Regions from separate parts of the Mus musculus genome. Here all the other regions are linked to region 1. The links are chromatin contacts, called in public Hi-C, HiCAR-type and promoter capture Hi-C maps. All regions are on one chromosome and are shown on one strand. The core of a region is the stretch at or near the end of the contact, and the rest is flanking DNA. Distances in the headings are between cores, read along the strand shown.

The links. Promoter capture Hi-C pulls out the DNA fragments that hold promoters and counts their contacts. Hi-C and Micro-C count contacts between places; a contact is called where the count stands out from the background. HiCAR-type assays count read pairs that join an accessible place to other places. Capture Hi-C pulls out chosen DNA fragments and counts their contacts.
Region 2: a promoter capture Hi-C map of liver shows a contact between it and region 1, with 2.7 times the contacts expected there. The contact joins the promoter of Spred2 here to the promoter of Etaa1 in region 1. A contact is called at or near these places in 2 of 39 promoter capture datasets (hippocampal neurons and pre-B cells), 5 of 115 datasets of contacts at active chromatin or transcription factors (astrocytes, embryonic forebrain, embryonic stem cells and 1 more) and 1 of 9 other capture datasets (liver).
Region 3: a contact with region 1 is called in a promoter capture Hi-C map of hippocampal neurons, with 6 times the contacts expected there. The contact joins the enhancer-like site here to the promoter of Etaa1 in region 1. A contact is called at or near these places in 2 of 39 promoter capture datasets (hippocampal neurons and liver) and 2 of 115 datasets of contacts at active chromatin or transcription factors (astrocytes and embryonic stem cells).
Region 4: a contact with region 1 is called in a promoter capture Hi-C map of hippocampal neurons, with 7 times the contacts expected there. The contact joins the enhancer-like site here to the promoter of Etaa1 in region 1. A contact is called at or near these places in 5 of 39 promoter capture datasets (the 3T3-L1 cell line, cranial neural crest, hippocampal neurons and 2 more), 1 of 115 datasets of contacts at active chromatin or transcription factors (astrocytes) and 1 of 9 other capture datasets (adipose tissue).
Region 5: a HiCAR-type map of astrocytes shows a contact between it and region 1, with 9 times the contacts expected there. The contact joins the enhancer-like site here to the promoter of Etaa1 in region 1. A contact is called at or near these places in 13 of 39 promoter capture datasets (the 3T3-L1 cell line, 3T3-L1-derived adipocytes, cranial neural crest and 7 more), 1 of 484 Hi-C or Micro-C datasets (cortical neurons), 1 of 115 datasets of contacts at active chromatin or transcription factors (astrocytes) and 1 of 9 other capture datasets (adipose tissue).
Region 6: a contact with region 1 is called in a Hi-C map of uterus, with 2.4 times the contacts expected there. The contact joins the enhancer-like site here to the promoter of Etaa1 in region 1. A contact is called at or near these places in 6 of 39 promoter capture datasets (the 3T3-L1 cell line, the HPC-7 cell line, cranial neural crest and 3 more), 1 of 484 Hi-C or Micro-C datasets (uterus) and 1 of 115 datasets of contacts at active chromatin or transcription factors (astrocytes).
Region 7: a contact with region 1 is called in a HiCAR-type map of astrocytes, with 4 times the contacts expected there. The contact joins the enhancer-like site here to the promoter of Etaa1 in region 1. A contact is called at or near these places in 1 of 39 promoter capture datasets (hippocampal neurons), 1 of 115 datasets of contacts at active chromatin or transcription factors (astrocytes) and 1 of 9 other capture datasets (adipose tissue).

The regions. Positions count from the first base shown.
Region 1 is chr11:17,952,283-17,955,424 of GRCm38.p6, forward strand. It overlaps Etaa1 (Ewing tumor-associated antigen 1), which reads right to left and starts at 1,593. Exons shown (of 6, transcript NM_026576.4): 1 at 1,281-1,593; 2 at 296-421; 3 at 1-46. The coding sequence starts at 1,512. It overlaps Etaa1os (Ewing tumor-associated antigen 1, opposite strand), which reads left to right and starts at 1,688. Exons shown (of 3, transcript NR_131915.1): 1 at 1,688-1,803.
Region 2 is chr11:19,922,921-19,926,062 of GRCm38.p6, forward strand. Spred2 (sprouty-related EVH1 domain containing 2) reads left to right here and starts at 1,522. Exons shown (of 6, transcript NM_033523.4): 1 at 1,522-2,036. The coding sequence starts at 2,011.
Region 3 is chr11:19,899,281-19,902,422 of GRCm38.p6, forward strand. No RefSeq gene overlaps it. Among named protein-coding and RNA genes, the nearest start is that of Spred2, 24 kb to the right of the region's middle. Within about 2 kb of position 1,626, at least 8 of the 459 cell types and tissues checked have an H3K27ac peak or open chromatin away from gene starts, as enhancers often do. A contact at or near this core is called in hippocampal neurons, where this site is marked.
Region 4 is chr11:19,828,277-19,831,418 of GRCm38.p6, forward strand. No RefSeq gene overlaps it. Among named protein-coding and RNA genes, the nearest start is that of Gm39602, 87 kb to the left of the region's middle. Within about 2 kb of position 1,520, at least 77 of the 459 cell types and tissues checked have an H3K27ac peak or open chromatin away from gene starts, as enhancers often do. A contact at or near this core is called in hippocampal neurons, where this site is marked.
Region 5 is chr11:19,759,625-19,762,766 of GRCm38.p6, forward strand. No RefSeq gene overlaps it. Among named protein-coding and RNA genes, the nearest start is that of Gm39602, 18 kb to the left of the region's middle. Within about 2 kb of position 1,652, at least 34 of the 459 cell types and tissues checked have an H3K27ac peak or open chromatin away from gene starts, as enhancers often do. A contact at or near this core is called in adipose tissue and astrocytes, where this site is marked.
Region 6 is chr11:19,639,872-19,643,013 of GRCm38.p6, forward strand. No RefSeq gene overlaps it. Among named protein-coding and RNA genes, the nearest start is that of Gm39601, 23 kb to the left of the region's middle. Within about 2 kb of position 1,495, at least 41 of the 459 cell types and tissues checked have an H3K27ac peak or open chromatin away from gene starts, as enhancers often do. A contact at or near this core is called in uterus, where this site is marked.
Region 7 is chr11:19,116,993-19,120,134 of GRCm38.p6, forward strand. No RefSeq gene overlaps it. Among named protein-coding and RNA genes, the nearest start is that of 4933406G16Rik, 53 kb to the left of the region's middle. Within about 2 kb of position 1,464, at least 14 of the 459 cell types and tissues checked have an H3K27ac peak or open chromatin away from gene starts, as enhancers often do. A contact at or near this core is called in astrocytes, where this site is marked.

The DNA of each region.
Region 1 (3,142 bases), core at 343-2,842:
ATCTCATCACTGTATGCACTGGAAATCTGCTTTTTTCTTCCTTTACCTAAAGAAACAAGACATTTCTATGAATTTTAGACCAAGAATTCTAAAATCAGTTGTCACTTTTTAGGAAACAATTGTAATCAGTACAACTTAATGACTCCACCCTAGAATCAGACAGAAAAATCACACATGAGGTTCTAAAAAACAAAACAAAAAACCCAAAACCGTTGTATTATGATGTTACCAGACTAAAATTTTACCGACAATAATTCTTCAAGCACCTACCCACATAAAAATAACAACAGATTACCTAACTGCTTTGTCATTGGAGAATTTTGATCCCAGAAGATATCAGTTTGTCCATCTGGATCATTTGGAGAACTGAAGGTACAGGATAATAAATCCATTTTCACGATTTGTACTGGCGTCTCCTTTCCTGCATAAGATGACAATCATTGCTTCTAAGTGTTACGTTACTTCATAAAAGCTAAAGTCAAACAATTAATTTTCATGTCCAATACAAAGCTTGTCTCCTAAAGACAGTTACTTTAACCACAATAGAAATGTTTCAATGAAAATAATATCTTAATACTTCATAAGTTTAGCACTGTAGTTAGGAAGTGTTCTTTGAAAATTCCATAGGCCCAGGAATGATACCATCTGATCACTGAATTACTATCACCAGGCTTTAGGTACCTCCATGACGTCAGCAGATGTACAGGAAATGCATCCAAACAGAAAGCCAAGCTAAACTCTCACAAGGCCCCTCCTGTAAACTCGACCCAATTTTTTTTTTACTCCATACACCCCAAAACCAATAGTGATTTGTTTCTAGGGAAGCTCTGTCTAGAATCACTTGAAGGTTTACAATGTTATTTTTCTTTCCCAGCCTCGTTTTATTCATAGCAGAAACAAGCAAGGTAACAGACATTGTATTTTACGGACACACCCTAGGATAGAGGTTATGAGTTTGGTCCTTATTGGGATAGATATCTCTTAACTCCAAGTTTACAGAAATGAACGCGCCATCGGTTTGCTGGGCTAACCGGATGTTACACCTAGCAAGTTCCGGGAGCACACTACGGTTTCTGAGGTGGCCCTTTTTGCAAAACAAAACAGCGAGGAAAACAACAACAACCAGCGTAGGTGCCCAGTTTCCGGAACACAGTCCACGGCACAGGCCCCGCCCACAACCAGACGTTCAGAAAAGGCCCGGTTTACCGGACTCGGCTCTGCAGCCCCAGGCCTCCCGCCCGGTCTGCACCGCCAGGCTCCGCTCCCCGCCCTCTCCTCACCCCGGGGACTGCGCCCGCCGTCAGCCGCTGCCTGCCGCTGCGCCCGCCGCGCAGACCGCGTTCCCGCCCGGCGGAGCTGGGAGCTGCAGGCCGCCCTGGACTCCCGCAGCCACGGCTCTGCCGCCGGGCGGCAGTTCTTAGCAGCCGCCCTGTGCGGCGTGCTCCTCCGGGCAGGGCTGTCCGCATGCTTCCTTCGCCGACTCATTCCCGTGCCACCGTCCTTCAGCTGCATTCACATTTTGCTACAGCGGAGCAGGGCAACTGCTCGACAGAGAGCCCGCGCGCCACCGTGCAGCGCCATCTTTGCAAGTCGGGCGCGCAAAATACGCTGCTTCTAATTGGCTGCCTCCGTCTAGGGGCGGGTTACTACGCATGGTGCGGATTGGCTGCGTCAGTGTGAGGGGCGGGGTTAGAAGGCTGCGGCCAGGGCTGAGGAAACAGGAGTTTTCTGAGGTCTACCATCAGACTCGTCCAACTTAGCAGGAACTGCAGGACCCTTTTCTGGATCTGTGACAGGAACTTGGTATGTGAGACAGTAAAGAGTTCATATACAATGACAGATTCTTATTGAATTTAAAATTTAATTGATTATTTCTAAGATTCAAATGATGGTGTGTTATTCGATAATATGAGAAAATAAAGACTATAGTTTAGGAGGTAATAAACGCAATAGTTCATAGATGTTCTGTTATGTGCGTAGCTCCAAAATGTAGGAAAACGTATTAATTTAATAAACTAACAGTCGCTGGAAACTGTACATGCAAAACAGAGCTGTCATCTTAGTAGGAATAAAATAGTGTTTATTTTGAATCAAGTAATAATTTCCATGGCCAGGGAGCATTGATTCAGGTTGGCCTAAAAACATGTTTCAATATAAAAGCAATCGCACAGACTTTAACAGTCACAGAACAAAAAACAAAGCATTTGCCAGGCGCTTTGTTGGGGACAACAGGTAGTAGGTGGGTTACAGCAAAGCAGGAGATGATTCGTCCATAGGCTTTAGGTAAGGATATAATTTATGAGACCCATCCTTTCGTTGATGGAAGTTAGTGATCTGGTAACAGTGCATTCCAAAGTTTTTACCTGCTAGCCTTCAGGATGCCAATCCTGACAGCTGGGTCCTTAATGGCTACTTAGGGCACTAAAGATAGCCATAAAGATTATTTGGTTTTATATCTGTAACACTCCAGTTTCCTTATCATGAAGTGTGTCTGTCTTTTTGTTTTTCAGACAGTGTCTTATGTGTGCCCTGCCTCCTTATTTAATGCAGTCTCGCTGTGAACTCCTGGTCTTCCTGTCTCAAGCTTGTCAGTGCTAGGACCACAGGTCTAGGTCCTGAACAGAATCATCAGCGTAGTTGTGCCTTCTTCCATGCCCCAAATAAAGTGAAACTCGGAGGTTAATTGTGCTTTAATAGATTAGTAATAAACCAAATTCTAAGTTTTTAAAGAATATGATTTGCGATAAATAGTAAAACAAAAGAGTGCCAACTCTACAGAGAGAACTATAAAACACCTTAGAAATAAATTGAAGGCCAAAATAAAAAGGGCTATGCTGTGTTTGTGGTCTGTGTCACTCACTACTGTTAAAGAGTCAATTCTTCCCAAACTGGTGTATAGTCAGTGCTGATGCCCTTAGTCTCAGAGCGGGAGGCACATGCCTGTGCAAAGGGAGGATACCTTTACTCTAAGACATGGAATGAAAAAGGAAAAAGAGACAAGAAATTTCTTGATCTCTTGAAGCATAATGAAGCTGAATCTCACCCAAATGTCAGGAGAGTGGTTAAGACTTACAACAATGTTCTAGCGGTGAAGGGACAGACAAATAAATGGATGGGACAGATAAAGTGCTTAGGTGGAAGC
Region 2 (3,142 bases), core at 272-2,771, 2.0 Mb after region 1:
AAAATCTAAGTGGAATGTCTCTAATGGCATATTCAGGAGAACAGAAATGTCTATTAGTCTTGAGGACATAATCCCTGTCCCTTATTCCATGGCAAGACCTCAGGAAATACCCAGTGACTCTGTAATTGGTGTCATCCATGTCAAGTGAAAACATGGTGCCCCCTTCAAAAATTGAAATGGATTTTAATATCGCAAATTCAGATTCCAGGCAAATCCACAAGTTGAGCCCTGGGTGCAATCCTGCTCGTTGTCTAGATGGTGCATAGGTCCTCTCAGAAAACCTCAGGCAGGTCCTAGGCCATGGTAGGAAAAATAATTTAAAGAGAGGTATGAAGAGATGGCTCGCAGTTAAGATCTTCCATAAGACTGTGGTTTAATTCCTAGGACCTACACAGAGGCTAGCAACCAGTTCCAGGAGATCCAACAGCCTCTCCTCTCTGCCCACAAATGGTGCTGACATGCATGGATGCATCCTCCTTCTGCCCCCGCACATTCAAAAAGAAAGAAGGAAGGAAAGAAAGAGAGAGAGAGGGGGGGGGAGGGAGGGAGGGAGGGAGGGAGGGAGAGAGAGAGGGAGAGAGAGAGAGAGAGAGAGAGAGAGAGAGAAAGAAAGAAAGAGAGAAAAAGGAAGGGAAGGGAAGGAAAGGGAAGGGAAGGGAAGGGAAGGGAAGGGAAGGGAAGGGAAGGGAAGGGAAGGGAAGGGAAGGGAAGGGAAGGGAAGGGAAGACGGGTCGGGGGTGGAGTAATGAGTTCCTGGGTCTCTCTTTGGCCAAACCCCATCAAAGGTAGTAATCTGTGACCCAGTAAACTAAGAGTAGACTTCTAAGAGCTGGAGACAAGAAACGTTATTCACAGACTGGATAATTTACTTTGGTGTTACCTTTAAACTTCATCTCTGCCTGCAATGCCAAAGTTTTATGGCTGTTTGCCTTTTGTTTTCTGCGTACATATTTTTAAAAATATGCCCGCTCTAGGTGGGCATGGTGTTGCATGACAGTAATCCCATCGTGTGGAGGCCAGCGGAGGCCACCTGCACTGCCCCCAACCCCCACCCCGCAGTGTTTCTCCAAACCCAAACTCTCTGGCAACATCTAAACTCCTCCCCATCTCCGCCCTCCGCCACCTCCCCCCTTGATTTTTAATCCGAAGGTTTGGAAGGAGGGAGGGACAAAACGGGAGCCAGATGTGCTCTTGTCTTCGGCTCCCGCCTCCTCCCTCTTGGGCTTCCTAAAACCCGGAGCACCGGAGACAAGGATTCGGATCCTGACAAACGCAGTGCCAACCATGCTGTTCCGAGGCTCCTCCCTGACTGGAAGCTAGCGGGAGGGGGAGTAGAAGAGGGGCACGCTCAGTAGGCGGGACAAAGTGTTTTGTGAGTGTGTTTTTTTCCTCTCTCTCTCCTCTCTCTCTTTTATTTTGGTCGCAAGTAGGAAGCTTTTTGCACTCCACCACCTCTGGCCGCTGGGAAGACGTCATCGCTTCCGCCCTACTTCCTCCTCCTGTTGGCGGCGCTGAGAATCCAATATGGAGTAAATCGGTGGAGTGGCGAGATGGGGCTCGGACGGGGCGCCCTGCACCGCCTCCCAGGCGCATCTCCCCCGGCCGCCGAGCACTACCCGGAACCCTGATTGGCCCGGTCCCCGGGGGCGACCCCGGCCCGGCCCCAGCGCAGCCGACTGCCCGCCCGCCGCCCGGAGCGTGCTTGTTTTTCTGCTGCTCTCCCCCTCCGGGTCCCCTTCCCAAATCTCGCCTCTGCACCCCCTCAGAGCCCCGGGGCCGTGCCCGGCCGGCCCACGGCGTCCGCTGCCTGGTGTGCCCCTTCCCAGACCTCGCCCTGATCTCGGGGCTCTCCATTTCCCCGCCTGCCTCGGCGCCCCCTTCATCTCTAGCTCCCCCCCTCCACCACCAAATCAGGAGATGTCGGAGATGTGAAGAAGGGGGGCGAGCGCACAGGAAGATGAAGGGAGCCAGGCTGCATGCCGCGGGACAGGCGTCTAGGTGAACAAGAAAATGACCGAAGAAACACACCCGGACGAGTAAGTTAGCCGCGGGTGGGACGCGGGTGCCCGGAGGGGTGGTGTGGGGGCCGCCGCCAAGGACGCAGGAGGGGACTCGTCGGAGGAACTTGGCCTGGGGTGCAGCCGCTGGCTGAGCTGTCGGGGCTATGCGCGAGGCTCTTGACTTGGCTGGGGGAGACGGCAGAAACCGCCTGGGGTCTGCAAGTCCAGGTCGCAGCCCGGGCCAAGGGCGCGCAAATGACCTCGGGGCGGTCCTCGGGCTGCGGGAGCGGAAGCTCTGACGCCCTCCACGCGGGGCATCCCGGGGTCGATGGGTCTGTGTGCATGGTGACTTTGTGACTCCTGGCACTGCTGCCCTCCCATAGCCCTCTCCGGAGCCCTCTGGGGCCCGGGCTCCGCCATTTCGTTTTCTTGAATCGCTCTCATTTGCATACCACATTTTCATTCATAAAAACACGGAGGAGTTGGGGGAGGGCCAGTCGGGCTCGGCACAGGGTCAGTGCGCCCGGGTCCTCGCAGCGGCCAGAGCGCGGGAGCAGCCTGCCGAGTCCCGGCGCGCGTGAGTGTGTGCACGCGCGTGTGGGCCGGCACACGCGCCCCGCGGTGTCGGGGCAGCACTGGGGGCGGATCCGAAGCGTGTGCAGCGAGGGCGGGAGAGCGTGCGGGGAAGCGCGCTCCTGGCATGTATGTGAGGGAGAGCGCGTGCCCGTGCGTGTGCCCGGCCCGCAGGCCCGAGGGGAACAAAGCTCTCGGTGCTTAGTCAGAGGTGCTTGTGCTCGCCCCTCGGGGAGACCCGGGCTTGTCACCGTCTCTGGGCCAAGTGGCAGCTGCTTCCCGCCTAAGTCGCACTTAGGTTTGGATCTCCGCTCTAGTAGTGTTCGAGGCGTTTCCCTCTCGGGGAGCTGGGGGCGGGGCTGCCCGTGGGCCCCAGCGGGTACTTAGCCAGGGGTCCTAGCCGTGCCCGGCTCTGAGACTGCTGTTCAGTGGCTGTATTCGCTCACCACTTTTTTTTTTTTTTTTTTTTTTTTTTTTGTGAATAAGACGTTCTCCTTTATTGTCACATGATATCCCTCCTCCCTTGCACATTCATAAATCCTGAGCCTGCCTCGGCTCCTTTCATTCAG
Region 3 (3,142 bases), core at 376-2,875, 1.9 Mb after region 1:
AATTTAACCTCTTTGTTTGTTTCCTTTGGTTTGATGTTCTGAAGCAGGGTCTTACTATGTAGTACTGGCTGCTTGAGACTATGTAGACCAGGATGGCTCTGAAATACCAGCAGTCATCCTGCCTCTGCTTAAACTCAACAAAGCAATCATGCAATCATTCAGGTTCTCTCTCTCTCTCTCTCTCTCTCTCTCTCTCTCTCGTGTGTTTCTCTCTGTTTCTGTTTCTGTCTGTGCATGTCTCTCTCCTTGTGCTATGACTTGAACTCAAAGTCTCCTGTGAGATAGGCACATGCTCTACCACTGAACTATATCCTAAGCCAGTAATTAACCTTTCAGTGCCTAGTTTCTCCCGTCCCTAACGGTTTTGCTATTAATAGTCTTATGTCTCATGGTGAGTGAATTACTGTGATACATGTGATGCACTTAGAACAGGGCCTGGCACATAGTAAGTGCTCAATAAACATTAGTTATGATCACGGATGATGGCATTTTGAGCATAAGGTAGAATTCTTGGGTGGCTTGCTTCCTTCCCCAAGCCTGAGCCAAATGCCCCCTCACCAGATGGCTGCCTGCTTATGGGGAGGGAAAACCATCTGCTTTGCTTCGAGTGTCAGGAGCACAACTCTACACTGAATGAGAAGACTTCAGTGTAGAGAAACTCAGGGAAAGTAGATGTGAGAAGTGCATTTTCACGAGCAGTGTTGCACCAGAGGAAAAGGAAGGGGAGTCTAGGACCTTCTTAAGCCGAGAGTCCTCAAGACTGGCAGCAAGCCATGCTCCAAAGCTCTCCCATCCCCGGGCCCACCCTGTATAGAGGGATATTCCAGGCAGCTTTACCTGTGTGTGTGTGTGTGTGTGTGTGTGTGTGTGTGTGTGTGTGTGTGTGTCTGTCTGTCTGTCTGTCTGTCTTAATCTGCCATCAACTCTCATCACCAATCCATAGACAATCTGCCCAGTGGCTGAGGAGGACCAAGTGGGGTGACAAGGGGGTAAAGGGAAACTTGTTCTGAGGTTTGTGGAGTTTGTTTGTTTGCTTTGTTTGAGATGTGGTTTCACTCAACAGCCCAGGCTGGTCTAGAACTGCTCCCAACCAAACCTAACCTCTCTTGTGTTTTTAACTGCAGTTTATGTCGTTACTCAATAACATGGGCAGCCGCTATTCATTTTATTCACTTTATACATGGACCAATAAACGTCCTCAACTCACTTACTAAATCTCCTTTCTTCATTCATTATTCCATCCTCGCCTACGTGTTTACCTGATTCACGTCACATTGCTATCTGATATCCTTCAGTGTGTGTGTGTGTGTGTGTGTGTGTGTGTGTGTGTGTGTAGCTATGTGGGGAGAGAAAAATAGGAAGTTTGTTGTGTGAGTCTGTGTCTTGCAGGGGGTTGGGGCAGTGGAGAAGGAGAGAAAGAGCAAATAAGGGAGGGAGGGAAGGAGAGGAGAGGTATTAGGAGCCAGAGAAGGATGGTGGGTACCCTCCCTTTCAGGCTTACCTTCTAGAGACAAGTTTGTCACTGAACCTGGATAGGTTGCTGGCCTGCCGCAATGCTCCTCCTGTCTCTCTCCCCCATGGAACTGGATGACAGTCACTTATAGCCATGCCCTGCTTTTCCCACGGGTGTTAGGATCCAAACTCTGCACAGCAGGCGCTCTTTCCCACTGAGCTCTCTCTCCAGCCCATCTGCCTTAGTTTTTGAGGCAGAGTCTCTTGCTGAATCTGGGGCTCACTGATTTGGGTGGGCTGGCTGGCCAGTAAGCGTCAGGGATCTGCCTGCCTCTGATCCAATAGTGCTAGGATGGCAACACATGCTGCCTGGCCCAGCTTTTATTGTGGGCATTAGAGATTTGAACTCAGGTCTTCATGCGTGCAGAGCAAGCTCTTTACCCAGAGTCATTGCCAAAACCTCCACATCCCCTTTCTCAGTTAGCTTTATTGCTCAGAAACCACTATTCTATAGGAGTCCTTTCTCCTCTTTTAGTTTCCCACGGACAGCCCCGTATGCGGAATTTAGAGGGAAATACATAGGCAAGTACGGAATTGCTTTTTAGGATGAAACAAATTTGATGGCCAGCAGTGAACGGTGTGTGATAAAGGAAAAAGTTGAAGATAGAAAAAAGAAATGAAGTGGGGTGGGGGTGGGAAAGTGGCACATGCCACTTGAGAAAGCAAGACAGGAGGACTGTGTTCAAGGCCAGTCTGGGGCTACATAGTGAGTTTGAGGACAGCCTTAAATACAAGAGGAGAGAGGAGACCCTGACACAGAGGGAGTGGTTAGAGGGGGATGGCTTGAAACATTGAAAACCTGGAATGGGATTTTCCTGGCGATAGCAGGATTAGCGTTAAGCAGGAAATGAAGGAACATGAAGCTGATGGAGTGTGGACTAGAGAGTAAGTACGGATGCAAAGGCGGCTGCAGGATCTCCTGTGAGATGGCTGCACTGCAGACATTGGTGCCACAACGTAGGTGCTTGCGCTGGAATGCCTAGAGAACACAAGAACCATAGGGGTTGTTGCAGTCTCAGGTGTTCCTCTCTTACTCTGATTTGTTATGTTTAACTTAAGGAACAACACACCACTTCCTGCTCCCACTATGGTAGAAACTAACAGAAGCTTTTGCCCAAGAAGTCAGTCAAGTCCCTTCCAGAAACATTAGGAGGCAAGAAGCAACCATTAAGAACATAAGGAAAGACCTAGGGATTAGCTAGGTCAGCAGTGTGCTTTCCTAACATGATAGAGAGCTGTGCATTCAAGCATCCGTATCCTGTAAGACTGAGCTGGTGGTACAGACTATAATCCCAGCCTCCTCCCCCAGAATGGGGGGAGGGAAGGCAGTCGAAACCGAAGGCTGAGGGCACTCTCAGCCACATAGCCAGTTTGAGTCAAGGGGCTGGAGAGATGGCTCAGAGGTTAAGAGCACTGACTGCTCTTCGAGAGGTCCTGAGTTCAATCCCCAGCAACCATCAGTAACAAGATCTGACTCCCTCTTCTGGAGTGTCTGAAGACAGCTACAGTGTACTTACATATAATAAATAAATAATTCTTAAAAAAAGAAAGAAAGAAAGAAAAGACCATGAAGAGCTATATCTTGGGGTTGGAGAGATGGCTTAGCAGTTAAGAGCATTTGTTGCTCTTG
Region 4 (3,142 bases), core at 270-2,769, 1.9 Mb after region 1:
TCATATTGACCGGCGTCTCCTGACTCCCATATATGGAGAACATGAAGCCTTGGGCTCACAGTTCCCTCTCACCAGGGCTTTCTACCACACCCCGCACCGCACATTTCTGGCCTCGCCCAGACCTGTACCACCTAGTGAACTTCTCCGCCACTGGCATCATGAGCTGGTGGACCCTCTTGCCCACTGACCTCTCTCCTTCCTTACCTCCATCATCCTCGCTCTCTGCCCTTACCTCTAGTCCCACCAGGAAATGGACAGGGAGCCTGCCTGCCTTGTCACTCCACATCCTCTCTGACCCTAGAGTAGTGGGCCTTGGCTGGCTGTGACCACCATTGGCCCTCTTCCTGACTTCCCACTTTGCTCTAAAGTTTGGTTTTCATCTGAACATCACTTACTACATCATTTGCTTTCTTTAAACACATACACTTCATAATTCCATTAAATACATCAGAGAGCTGACACAGCCCCCTCTGCCTCTGGTCCTCCTTCTCCACTGAGGTTTTGTTTGTTTTGTTTCTGGTGTTTTGTTTTGTTTTGTTTTGTTTTGTTTTGTTTTGTTTTGTTTTGTTTTGTTTTGTTTTGTTTTAATCCTGTTAGCCCATTGTTGAGAGTTGATCTCGTCTTGGTTGTCTTTGCTCTCTGCTTCCTCCTTCTGACCTCCTGTCTCCACTGACCCCTGGGGGCCTGCCTCACTATCCACTGAAATTGCTGGCACAGGATGTCCCTTGTAATGTTAGGAACTGCAGGGCTCTGGACACTCTGGGCCTCTTCGATGACCACGTGACATTTGCGACTATTGTCCTTCCTCACTCCAAGCACCAACCCTCAAGCTTCCAGGGCTCCCCGACGGGTAGCTGGGCTGGAATGTGCCCACTCACAGTTCTGCAGACTTCACATCCCAGAGGCGTGGCATGCCCTCCGCAGCCTAGCACACAGGCAGGGTCCTTCCTGCCCACATCTAAGTAGGGTGCTCTATTTCCCTGGAACATCCTTTCTCATTCTTGAAACTCAGCCCAGAATTTCATTATGGGAAGCTTTCCCTGAAACCCTAGGGTCAAGCAGGGGACCCACGACACAGCTGCTGCCTGGAGGCCTGGAGCTCTGGTCAGCCAATGAAGTGGTAAGAAGTGACTCCAAGTGGCCGCAGGCTAGGCTGCAGAGTTGACCTCCAGGTATCTACTCCTTCAAAGTCCTTCCCCAGCAGGCCCTCTTCCTCCACCTGGCTAAACCTGACTGCGGGTCATCAGGCCTCTCCCACACCTCCTCATTCCCCATTCCCCTGCCCACTGCCCATTATCAGCCACCTCCTTCTCTCCTGCATCCATGCGCCTCTCTGCCTGCCTGCACATGATCCAGCCCTGGCATCCACCCACCCCAAAGGAGCTCGTTCCTCAGCTGGAGGCTTGCAGGCACAGCACCGCAGTGGCATTTAGGCAGGGAGAAGCTGGGGAAGGCCCCTACAGCCCCTGGAAGGCATTCTGGGCTGACACACCCAAAGCAGGGAGGCAGGGCCCTGTCTCAGCAGGGAGCTGAGAGGACAGATCATCCTCACAGGCAGCTGCCGGCAGCTAACCAGAGAGCTCAGCTTGTTCACATTATCACTTCCTCTAGAATGCCTCCTCTCCCACAGAATCATGACAGAATTGCCTCATGGTGCCTGGGGGACTCAACGGGGGTCTTTCTGGAGTAAGTGACCTCCACACTAAGTCGGGAGGCAGATGGATCTTGGGTACTCGTGAGTGCCACTATCATGAGCTGTCCTAGTACTTAGAAATATTTCTGCCTCTTTACCATCTAAACAAAAGAGCAGGAACCTGTAACCCCAGCAGGCAGGCAGGAAGGAGGGAGGGGCATCTTCTACTGCCTACCTAGGTTGAGACTACCCTGGACTACAAGAGGCCAAGTATTGAAAGAAAACTAAGACAAAAACAACCTAGAGACCACAAAAGAGAATGTCAGACAGGTGAGCAAGAACACCTCCCCCACCTCACGCCCCCACGGGCCTTTTGAGAGAAAAAGCCTGAGACCTCAACCAATCTCCCTGAGCACACAGTCTCTTCGATTTGGCAGAGAGGCCTGGAAGCCCTCTAGGGCTGCTGGATGGCTTAAGTAGAACACCTGACAGGAAATGAGCTAGAGACATGGGGTCCCATGCTCCTGCCCAGGCAGCCCCATGATGCTAAGGTGGGACCAAGCTATACTGGGGATCCCTGGTCGGAGGGAACTCTGGCATCCCCTTTGCGTCTCCCAATTGTGAGACGACAGAGGGAGGAGAAAGATCCCTATGGGGTTTGGTTTTGGGAATTTCCCCTCACAGGAACATTTACTGCGGTTGAGCTGAACAAGTGGCTGACGCTTGTTGGTTCACTACCTGCACATTCCGTTTATAAGTCTTACAACCCCCCTCCAGTGGACCGTCCTTTTTACCTTATCCAGCAAAATGCAACACTTCCTCAGACGCTGGTTTACAGACCACATCGCTTGGGTCTATTTCAGTGAAACACTGCTTTGGGATTCTACACCCTTTTCTTCTCGTGTCTTCTCCATGCTGTCCACGAGAGGGAGCCAGCGCGCCTGTTTGTGCCTCTGCTTATAGCGCTGGCTACCAAACAGGCGAAGTAGCTGAGCTCAAACTAATAATCCAGTATTTTCGGAACTCTGGTGAACAGAAATTCTGGAGAACCCTGGAATCTTTGGCAACTTGTTTTAACACAATAGAAATTTGGCAAACATGAAAAGACTTTCAGATCTTTGCCGTCTTGGTTTTCTGTTGTGGGGGTTGGGGGAGGGGTTGGTAGTGGTGGTAATGCTTGATTTAATTTTTTTTTTCCTCTTTTTAAATTTTTTTATTTATCTTTATTTTATGTGTGTTGGTGTTTTCCCTCCATGTATGTCTGTCTGAGGGTGTCAGATCTTGGAGTTACAGACACTTATAAGCTGTCATGTGGGTGCTAGAATTTGAACTCGGGTCTTTAACCACTGAGCCATTTCTCCAGCCCTTGATTTTAGCTTTTGAGACAGTCTCACCTAGCTCAGGATGACCTCGAACTCATTACGTATCAAAGCCTGGAACCCCTGATCCTCCTGCCCCTACCCTCTAAGCCCTGGAATAACAAACACGCAATACAAGGCCAACCTGTAT
Region 5 (3,142 bases), core at 402-2,901, 1.8 Mb after region 1:
CTTGAATAATTCTACTTTAAAATTACTGGTTGTAAGCTGGGTAGTGGTGACACACACCTAATAATTCCAGCATTCGGGAGATGGAGGCAGACTGATCTCTGTGAGTTCGAGGCCAGCTTGGTCTACAGAGTTCTGGGACAGCCAGGGCTACACAGTGAAACCCTGCCTTGAATAACCAAGAAAAAGTTACTCATCTTAAAATGGTCCAAACTCTGAGCTCTGCTTCAGTATGCGGAAGCATGCCTTGTTCTGTTTTGTTTTCCGAGACAGGGTTTCTCTGCGTATCCTGGAACTCCCTTTGTAGACAACACTACCTCCCTCTGTGTCCTCACAGAGTCCCACTATGTCTGACTGGTATTTTCCTCTTATAAAGACACCATTCCCTTTGGACCCAAGGCCATCCTAATGACCTGTCCCGTACTGGCTAGTTTTATGTCACCTTGACACAAGCTAGAGTCATTTGAGAAGAAAGACTCCAACTGAGAAAATGCTTCCATAAGATTGGCCTGTAGGCAAATCTGTAGGGTGTTTTCTTTATTAGTGACTGATGAGAATGGGCCCGGTCTATTGTGGGTGGTGCCTCCCCTGGCTGGTGATCCTGGGTGCCATAAGAAAACAAGCTGATCAAGCCATGGAGAGCAAGCACATTCTGAGGTACAGGGGGAGATGTTAAGACTTTAACACATGAACTGGGGGCCCAGAACTCAGCCCTTCTTTAAGGATAGCTAGATACTACATGTTTTGAGGTGTGGCTCTCCAGAGAATGCTGATAAATAAACACACTTAAAACTAACTATACAAATAACGAAGCACCTCTGCCCCGATGGTCACAGGAGTGACTATAAAACCTAGGCATGGTTATATACTCTTCCCAGAAACGATGGGGATCTGTGGATTATAATCTAGGATTCACATAAAGAATACTGCACGCAGCATTAGGGTAATTTTCCTCAAAGGAACAGCTTCGCTTTAATTCTGTACGTTTTAAGATATCCAGAATCACTTTCCCTAAGCAATTATGATTTCACAAAACGCTGTCAGGGCATTTGCAGAGTTTTACTGCCCAGATAGAACCCGATGCCTGGAGCTTTGGGGAGTGATTTATTATTTGCTCTGGTGGAAGGTTGCTAAGTAAGATTTATTCAGTAAGAACAGCCATCTGAACGGTACGTAAGATATGTGTTTGGCTGTGAGGGAGACTTCTTTTTCTCCTTTCTTCAAGTGGGCTTACTCTCTATACTCAGAAATATGCACATTTGCATCCCCACTTTGGTGACATTAGGGGCACTGCTAGGCATTTTGACAAATCAGTTCCTTTCCACTGTTCCCATTTGAACTTTAGCTCTCAGAAACGTTTAACAAACTGTCATACTAAAAACAGCCAAGAGCAGTGCCGAAGACCGTTGATGAAATCTCTTGGGTATCCATCCGCTTTCCATGTTTCATTCTGAATATTTCTTCATTGCATTTTCTGAGGGCTACGGACGTCCTGGGAAGCAAAGCAGCCAATGCTTTCACTCATACCATCTCAGAGAACTCCGATTCTTAAGAAAAAGAAAACAGCGATAATGCCAACTTTGTTTCTCAGAGCTGTAAAAAGTAACAGGCGCCATTGTTGGCCTACTTGCGCCCCCTAGTGTCTATAACGTACTGTTGCTTTTTGCAAAGGGGATGCTGAAGAATTGGAACCAAAGGAAGCTGCTATCCCTATTTTCCTCTACTTAAGATACAATAACCTCCTTCACGCCAAGGTGGCCGGCACTTTGTAGCTCGCCTTCTCCCCAGAAGGTCTGCATTTCATCGAGAGCACTGAGGCAGAGGCAACGCTGCTTGATGGCAAAAATTCAGGCAGAAGAAAGCAGTTTCCTTTGCACTCAGGCTGGGGTTTGGAGTGGGTACAGTGGAACTTTTAAAGAGTCATCAACACCTCTAATCCCTGCCCTTCTACCAGCAGACAGAGGGGGGAAACAACACATCTCTTGCTTCTGCTTCTACACTAGGCCATCCCCATCCCTGTGCCTGGCTGAAATTTCAGCTCTGGGTGGCCATGTCCAGCAGGGTACCTCACCAAGAGCACAGCAACCGGGTGGAAACACATGGGAATGTTCTGGGCGGAGTCCAACAACCCTCCCAAGGCTCCCTGTGTAGGTCAGGGAGTTCTGAGGGCAGACTGCCATTCTCCAAGACAGCATTAGACTGAAGCAGGCAGCACGGAGCAGAGCAGAGTGGTGAGAGGGAGGCTGGACAGGGCTAGGTAGGAGAGGTTTCTGAGCTCTGGCCTCAGCTCCTTACTTAACTTCTCCCAGGTATTTGGAATTGGCTTCTTCCCCAATTAGAAGAAACGGTGGACACCATACAGCCAGTGCCCCAGTGCAGTCCAGACAGAACCTTGAAGAAAATAGGAGGGATGTGCACACCACAGGGAAGCTGCAGGCTCACCGCCACCAATTCACACCCGCTCTCAGTCCATAACCCCAGGGGAGATCGTAGCAAGTGGCAGAGAGTCCAAGGTTGGATTCAGTGTTGTTTCAAATGTGTATAGTGGGACAACTCGAATAGAACCTGAATAGGCTCTGGCGGGCCTGAGTTTGAATCTCAATTCTGCCTGATTATCTCTATAACCTTCAGCAAGTTTTCTGTCCTTTAACTGCCTGCTCAGAGGTTAGATCCTCCAAACAGGCCCCTCAGAGGACCCCGCAGAAAGGGGCATGTTCCTTCCTTATGTGTCTTGAACTTCATAATCCCTTACAGTTTTTGTTCAGAACACATATAAACACCTCTCATAATTTTATAGTCTGGTTACGAAGTAAGATGTTTGATTTCCTCCCTGTTCAGTGAGGGCGGGGACCACAGCACAGCTCTCCTCCCTCACCCCCACCCACCCCCATCCCTGCCAGCTTATCTCAGGGAGGGACATGCAGAATACACACAATAAAAAGTTTAAGAGATTAATTCATTGGACTAAGCTTTTGCCATTTTATTTTAACACATTAACATACCACTTCCCTCCTAGGTGTGTTGTTGTAAAGGCTAAAGAGGTATAGGTATAGATAATATAGATACTGATGGTGTATATATAGGAATAGGTAGAGCGGTTGTAAATGACATGATAGAGATGATATATAGATATATAGATTACCTT
Region 6 (3,142 bases), core at 245-2,744, 1.7 Mb after region 1:
ATGAGAGTGCCCGCTCAGAGGGGAATTTTGCTTCCTATTTGGTGGACTGTTTAGGAAGTATGGCCTTGTTGGAAAAGGTGTGTCACTAGAGGAGAGTTTGAGGCTTCAAAAGCCCATGCCAAGTATAGTCTATCTCTGCCTTGGGTTCATAGCTCAGATGTAAGCTCTCAGCTACTACTCCAGTGTCATGCCTGCCCGCCTGCCTCTTGCCTGCCTGTCTGCATATGCCCCTCCAGATGATCATGGACTAACCTTCTGAAACTATAAGCAAGCTCCCAGTTTCTTTTATAAGCTGTCTTGGTCACAGTGTCTCTTCACAGCCATAGAACAATAACTAAGGCAGGAGCTTACAATTTCAGAGAGTGAGTCCATGACTATCATGATGGAGGACATGGCCACAGGCAGGCATGATGCTGGAGCAGTAGCTAAGAGCTTATCTCTTGAGAAGAAACCAAGAGGCAGAGAGAATGGAATGGGCTATTGATTTCTCAAACCCACCCACGGTGACATATCTCCTCCAACAAGGCCACACTCTTGATACTTAGCTATCAAAATGCTAACTGGGGGCCAAGCATTCGCACATGAGCCTGTGGGGGTTATTTGCATTCAAACTACCACAGGGGTCAAAGTACCTGGGCAGCAGCATCACCTTTACTTGTCTACAGCCCCACAGCCAGCGGAGCGACCACCAGGCTTCCTCGCTGAAGATCACTGCGGAGCATTCTTCCAAATGGAGCAGCTCATTCTGTCGTTCCTACATTGCAGACCACACAAAGCTCTGCCCTCACTTGGCAGCTAGCAGGCCCTCACTATACAACCATCTCCTATACTATATGCCCTGGGTTGAGACTCTATATCCCTTCCCCCAAGAAACACAGAACAGGGTGAAGACAGAGGCGTGTGGCTGTAGAGTTACAGTATTTCTCCAAAACTGGAATTAATTATCGCTACTTGCTCCTCTGTCCCTCTTAGATCTGCAAAGTGTGGGTCACAGTGACTTTGTTTTTCTTGGCCCACCACATATTGAAACCATTCCTGCGTGTCGATCCTGAATATCTATCTCAGCCAAATCCTTGTGAAAATTACTTACTGTGCAGTATAACAGAGAGAGTTTCTAAAGTTAAATGTCTTAGGGTATTTTATCTTTTTCAAGTGCATACCAAAAGCAATTAAGTTCAAACTATGGGGTACAGTCTTTGCCAGTTTCCATTCTTGACACATATGTGTCTGGGTTTACAAGTTCAAAGGCCTCTTAAAGGATCAGATCTCTAGCTTCAATTTTCTCCCTGTAAGCGAAAAGCAGGGCTGTGTCCTTGCTTAAATCATCTGCAAGGAAGTCCATAGCACAGGGCTTCTGCCCAAGAAATCTCTCATGTGGCTAGAAGACCAGAGCCAGAGCCCTGCACCTTCCAGGTCAGGCCACAGGGATACTACAGGGTAGAAGGTTCAAGAGACTACTACAGGGCTCAGAGCAAGGCAGAGCAGTAGCAGTCCTGGGCCAAAAGCGTCTGAGTCAGCGTGCTGTTGCCGCGTTCCCAGGCCACACTGCGTTCCTTGTGGCCTCACCCTGCTGCCTGCTCATTTCATCTTACCCAGCCCCATTTTGTCCTCCCTTCCCCTGGCCGCGGAGATCTTTGCTTCTAGATTCCTGGGGCTTCACACAGCCCTTCCCTTTTCTGCTTCTGTCCATGAGTACCACAGCTCCTTCCTTCCACTTCTTTCCCACTCGATCCTGGAGAAATTTTCTGTGGGATTCGCAGTTAAACAAGTATTAAGAGCCCAGAAAGCCTGTTGAAAATTTCAATCTCTCTCCAAACCCTAAGTTTGCTTTTCAACACCAATTATCAAATTGCAGCCCAGTCTCATTTGTGGAGACCGTAATTCGGAACCTGTAGGCTCACCCAAGTTTATTTATAATCCCAGACAGTCCTGTTGAAGCTGCTCACAGCCATGGGCAGAGCTGCAAGGCACTGAGCTTGCTCAGTGCTCACACTCCACTACTGAGCTGGCACAAGGCAAAACTCTGCATTGCTTCAGCTGGATTGCTATAAACAAGCATCCTTCTTGATGCCTACTTACGACCAGTTGTTTTGTATTTTTACTTTTTTGTTAGTGGTTTTGCTGTATAAAATTGACCCTGGAACATGGGATCAGTAACCCTGGATCAGTAACTGCTGAGTTGCACAGGAGGAAGCTATCCTGATTCCCCCTTACACTGGAGCACGGTTATAGAGAAGAGTAGTTCAGTATACATTTTACAAAGCCAAAAGGGTTTTGAAAGTTTCCACAATGAAGAATTGATAAATGTTTGAGTAAATATTTTAACATGACTTCATATCACACACACATATGTATGTATGTATGTATGATGTGTGTATGTGTACATATATATGTATATATGTTAAAACAATGCCCCACTAATATATAATTTTCATGTTTTATGTACTAGTTAAAGACAAATTTAATGAACAATGAAAGATAAGTAAACAAACTAAAATGGCTGCTGAGGGCTCAGCTTATCTGATGTCCCATGTTTCAGGCAGCTATGGTATACTCCATGCAGGTAAGCACCCAGCTGCATCCAGCAGGTTGTGTCTCTTGATTATGCAGCTCATAGTAGTTCACCATAAATATTTACTAAAGGAGATGCCTTCAAACAGAAACACACATAAAATACAATTATGGGGCCCAGTGAGATGCTCAGCAGTTAAAGGCACTGGCCACCAAGCCTGATGACCTAAGTTTAATCCCTGGACTACACATGGTGGAAGAGAAAACTGACTCCTTCAAGATGTCCTCTGACCTCCACACATGCACTGTAACTCACACACATACAGACACACACACACACTCACACACTCACTCACTCACTTGGTCAGCCAGTCAACCAATAACTGTAAACACTTAAACTTCTGGATTCATCAGTTGAGGAAATCATGACCATAGGTCACAGGGTCACATAAACCTGCCCTTGAAGTTCCCACAGAGGAAACAGCTGTGTCTACTACTACAACATGCTCACTGACTTTATAGAACATAACTACCATGAATAATGAAGGTTGATGGTAAATAGGACAAAGAATTGGGATTGTTAAGGTTATACAACTAGAAGAAAACGTCTTCCTTCTTACTGCCAGTTCTC
Region 7 (3,142 bases), core at 214-2,713, 1.2 Mb after region 1:
TATCCAAATGCTTGTGGTCTCTTGTAAACAGACCTGTGATCTGACTTCCATTGGGGCAGGGGTTGTAAAAGGCCAGGGATTTTCGATGGATTTACACATATACTGTTTCAGTTACCAAGGTTGACTTAACAGCCCCTTTCCTTGGAGTCTTACATACATTTGCTACCCAGTTTCCATCTGTCATATAGGAAGGCATGGATGATGATAGGGATGGGGGCTGGCGATGGTGGGGGCCACACTCCAGCCTTGGGGAATTTGCAGCATGGTCCTCCTCTGCAGGCGTGCTGTCAGTTAACTAGCTCAGTGGCTTCTGCTGCTGGAGAGCTGACTCATCAAGACAGCTCAACATGGAGACAGGGGCTGATTTATTTGTGTTTCTTTTGCAAGGCCTTATCCCTTGCACACCCATCCTCTGTCCCAACACCAAAGGAGAGGGGCTGGCTTTTTTAAACCTTCTTAGATCAGGCTGGAACCAATTCAAACACACTCATGGCATTCCATTGCTGGGTACATTTTTCAATGAAGTTTTAGCATCGAGTTATGATGATTAATAAAGGTAAAATGGGATTAATATTTAATTCCCATCTCTAAATGGCAGGTTTGATTGCCATATAGCCCTAGCAAACAGCTTTATTTCTAAATGTTATTTTAGTCAGAGATATAATTTTCTAACACAGCAGAAAGTAGTGGACAAACATATGAAATAAAGCTATTATTCCATTTTGAATAAGTACCAGATCTTTAGATGGACATTAATTTATTCCAAATAACTTGGTTACTGTAAAACTTAGGATCTGAAAGTCAGTAATAGTTTTCTAGAAATGCAAAGTCCTTAGAATGCTTAATTGCTGTATTTTGAGGAAACTTCTAAATGCTATTCATTGTATTTAGTCAAGGCATGATTTGCTAAGGACCACAGGAAGAAAGAGCTGGGGAACATTTTCTCTGTAGGCACACTCTCCATTTTGCATCTATGTGCAGATTCTGGAGGCAAAGGGGAAACAGGGCTAATTTCTTCAGCCTCCCACCTCTGCCCATTTGCATCTCTGAGAACAAAACCTCCATTATTTCTAATCTTGGTTGGCAACCAGAGCTTTGAACTCATCATGAGTGTGAAGAGCTGAGAGAATGGTGCAGAATTCCTCAGCCCCATGGTCAGAGTTGACAGTGTTTCCTGAAACTCTGCATGAAACTCGATCCAATTCTTTTTCTCAGATTACAAGGTCCTTGGGATGAAATATTGCATCTTAAAGCAAAGGTGCAAAGCTAATCTATCATAGCATCCCTCCAGGTGAGATCTATTCCACCCTGAATGCAGAAAACACTGTGTCCGCTCTGCATGTGCGGGCCATACTCCTCTTATTATTATCCAGTTGAAAAAATCCCCAGCATAGCAATGCCTGAGAAATGAGCGGGCAAGCCTACAGAATGTGACACTTATGCTAATCTGCGCCCTGCTGTGGAAAAACACACACAAGGATTCCATTACCACATTCATTAGGCTGCAGCACACTCTATCCTGAATAGGGATTATGAACTAGAATTGGATGAAAACAGTCAATTGAGCCTACTTAGTTAAAATGCTCTGACATTGGCCAAATATGTTGGCATAGGATCATCAGCTCAGACTTTAAAGAGGACATTAGTGGTTGGAAGTTTGTCCTTCCCTGGAGCTGTCATATTCACCAAGTTACTACACATGTCATTGGTTTAGACAGTGAACACTAGAAACAACAGTCTGTCTAAGGATTGGGTTTGGGGTCATTGTTTGAAACATGTCCCACTCATCCTGTACACCTGTTGGGCAGTGCCTGGCATTCGCTCGCCACACTTTCTTCCTTCTTACAGTCAGATGAACTGTGAGTGATAACACTATATAGCTAGGAAAGAAATTAGAATCAGACACAAACACCAGTTCAGCTTGCCCAAGTCTCCTCACCTTGGTTTTGGGGTTACTGGACACAGTTGTCACCTATCAGCTTCATCTTCCTGTAGGGGCAGGCATGTTTGCCATGGAGCTAAGACTCTGAGCTGAAAATATTTTAAGCATTGTCAGAAATAATCAAGAAAGCAATGCAAGTGTCTGCTTGGGAAACATTATGGAATCTGGCTGTGCAGGCAGAGGGAAGAGATTTAAGTCCATCCATGTATATCATTAAGAAGATAATAATAAAAACCTTCTGTGGAAACATGTTTTCAGCCTTAGGTTCTAGGAAACTATTTGTCTGGGCGTTTCTTTTTCAGCTTAGAAGTGTAACACAAAGTTCTTATGGGAAACTCTACCCAGCATCTTGATTTATGTCAGTTATGTGTTCCTAAAAAGCTGAAGATAAATCAAACTTCAGTCTTGTGAACTAAATTGCTCCTGGGCTCTTCTTTTGGCCAAGGTAACCCTGCGAGGAATTCTCCTCGGTCTGTGTACAGCGAAGGGTATAATTTTGTGCCCTACTCTTTGGTTTATCACTGAGCTGATATTATCTAAGTTTTCCTTAGGATGCTTCCCAGAAGTGAATGGATGAAATAATGAAGCGGGAAGCTGGGGAGCCCCCAAGCTGAAGTGCCTGGCCCTTCTGCTCCCTCTCTTGAGAAAATGGGACTGTCAGAGAACAGTGAACCTCATTTTTCTCTGCACAGGAAAAGTATACTAAATCTGTTGACTTTTCTTTTTGTCCTTCCCTTCCCCACCTTCCCCCCCCCCTCAGAGATAGGGTTTCTCTGTGTAGCCTTGGCTGTCTTAACTTGATCTGTAGAGCAGTCTGGCCGGGAACTCAGAGATCCACCTGCCTCTACTTAAAATAAAGGTGTGTTCCAACACCTGGCTTCTCCCCTCCTTTCCTCCTCTGTTACTCCTACCTCCAGCCATGCTTTCTGTTTTTTACAGGATCTCAGTAGATTGTAGCTGGCCTTGAACTCGCTGTGTAGCTGAGAATGACCTTAAACTTCTGATTTTATTTCTTATCTCAGCCTTCTAAATACTGGGCTTCTAAGTGTGTGCCGCTGTGTCTAACTTACTTTTAGAGTTTTCTATCCATAAACCCCTAGAATGGCTTGGGATGCCCATAAATGTAGGGGGAAGACATAGAGCCAACATTCCTCAACCCTGTGCTGCCCTGGAAATGGTACAATCTACATGCAGCACAGC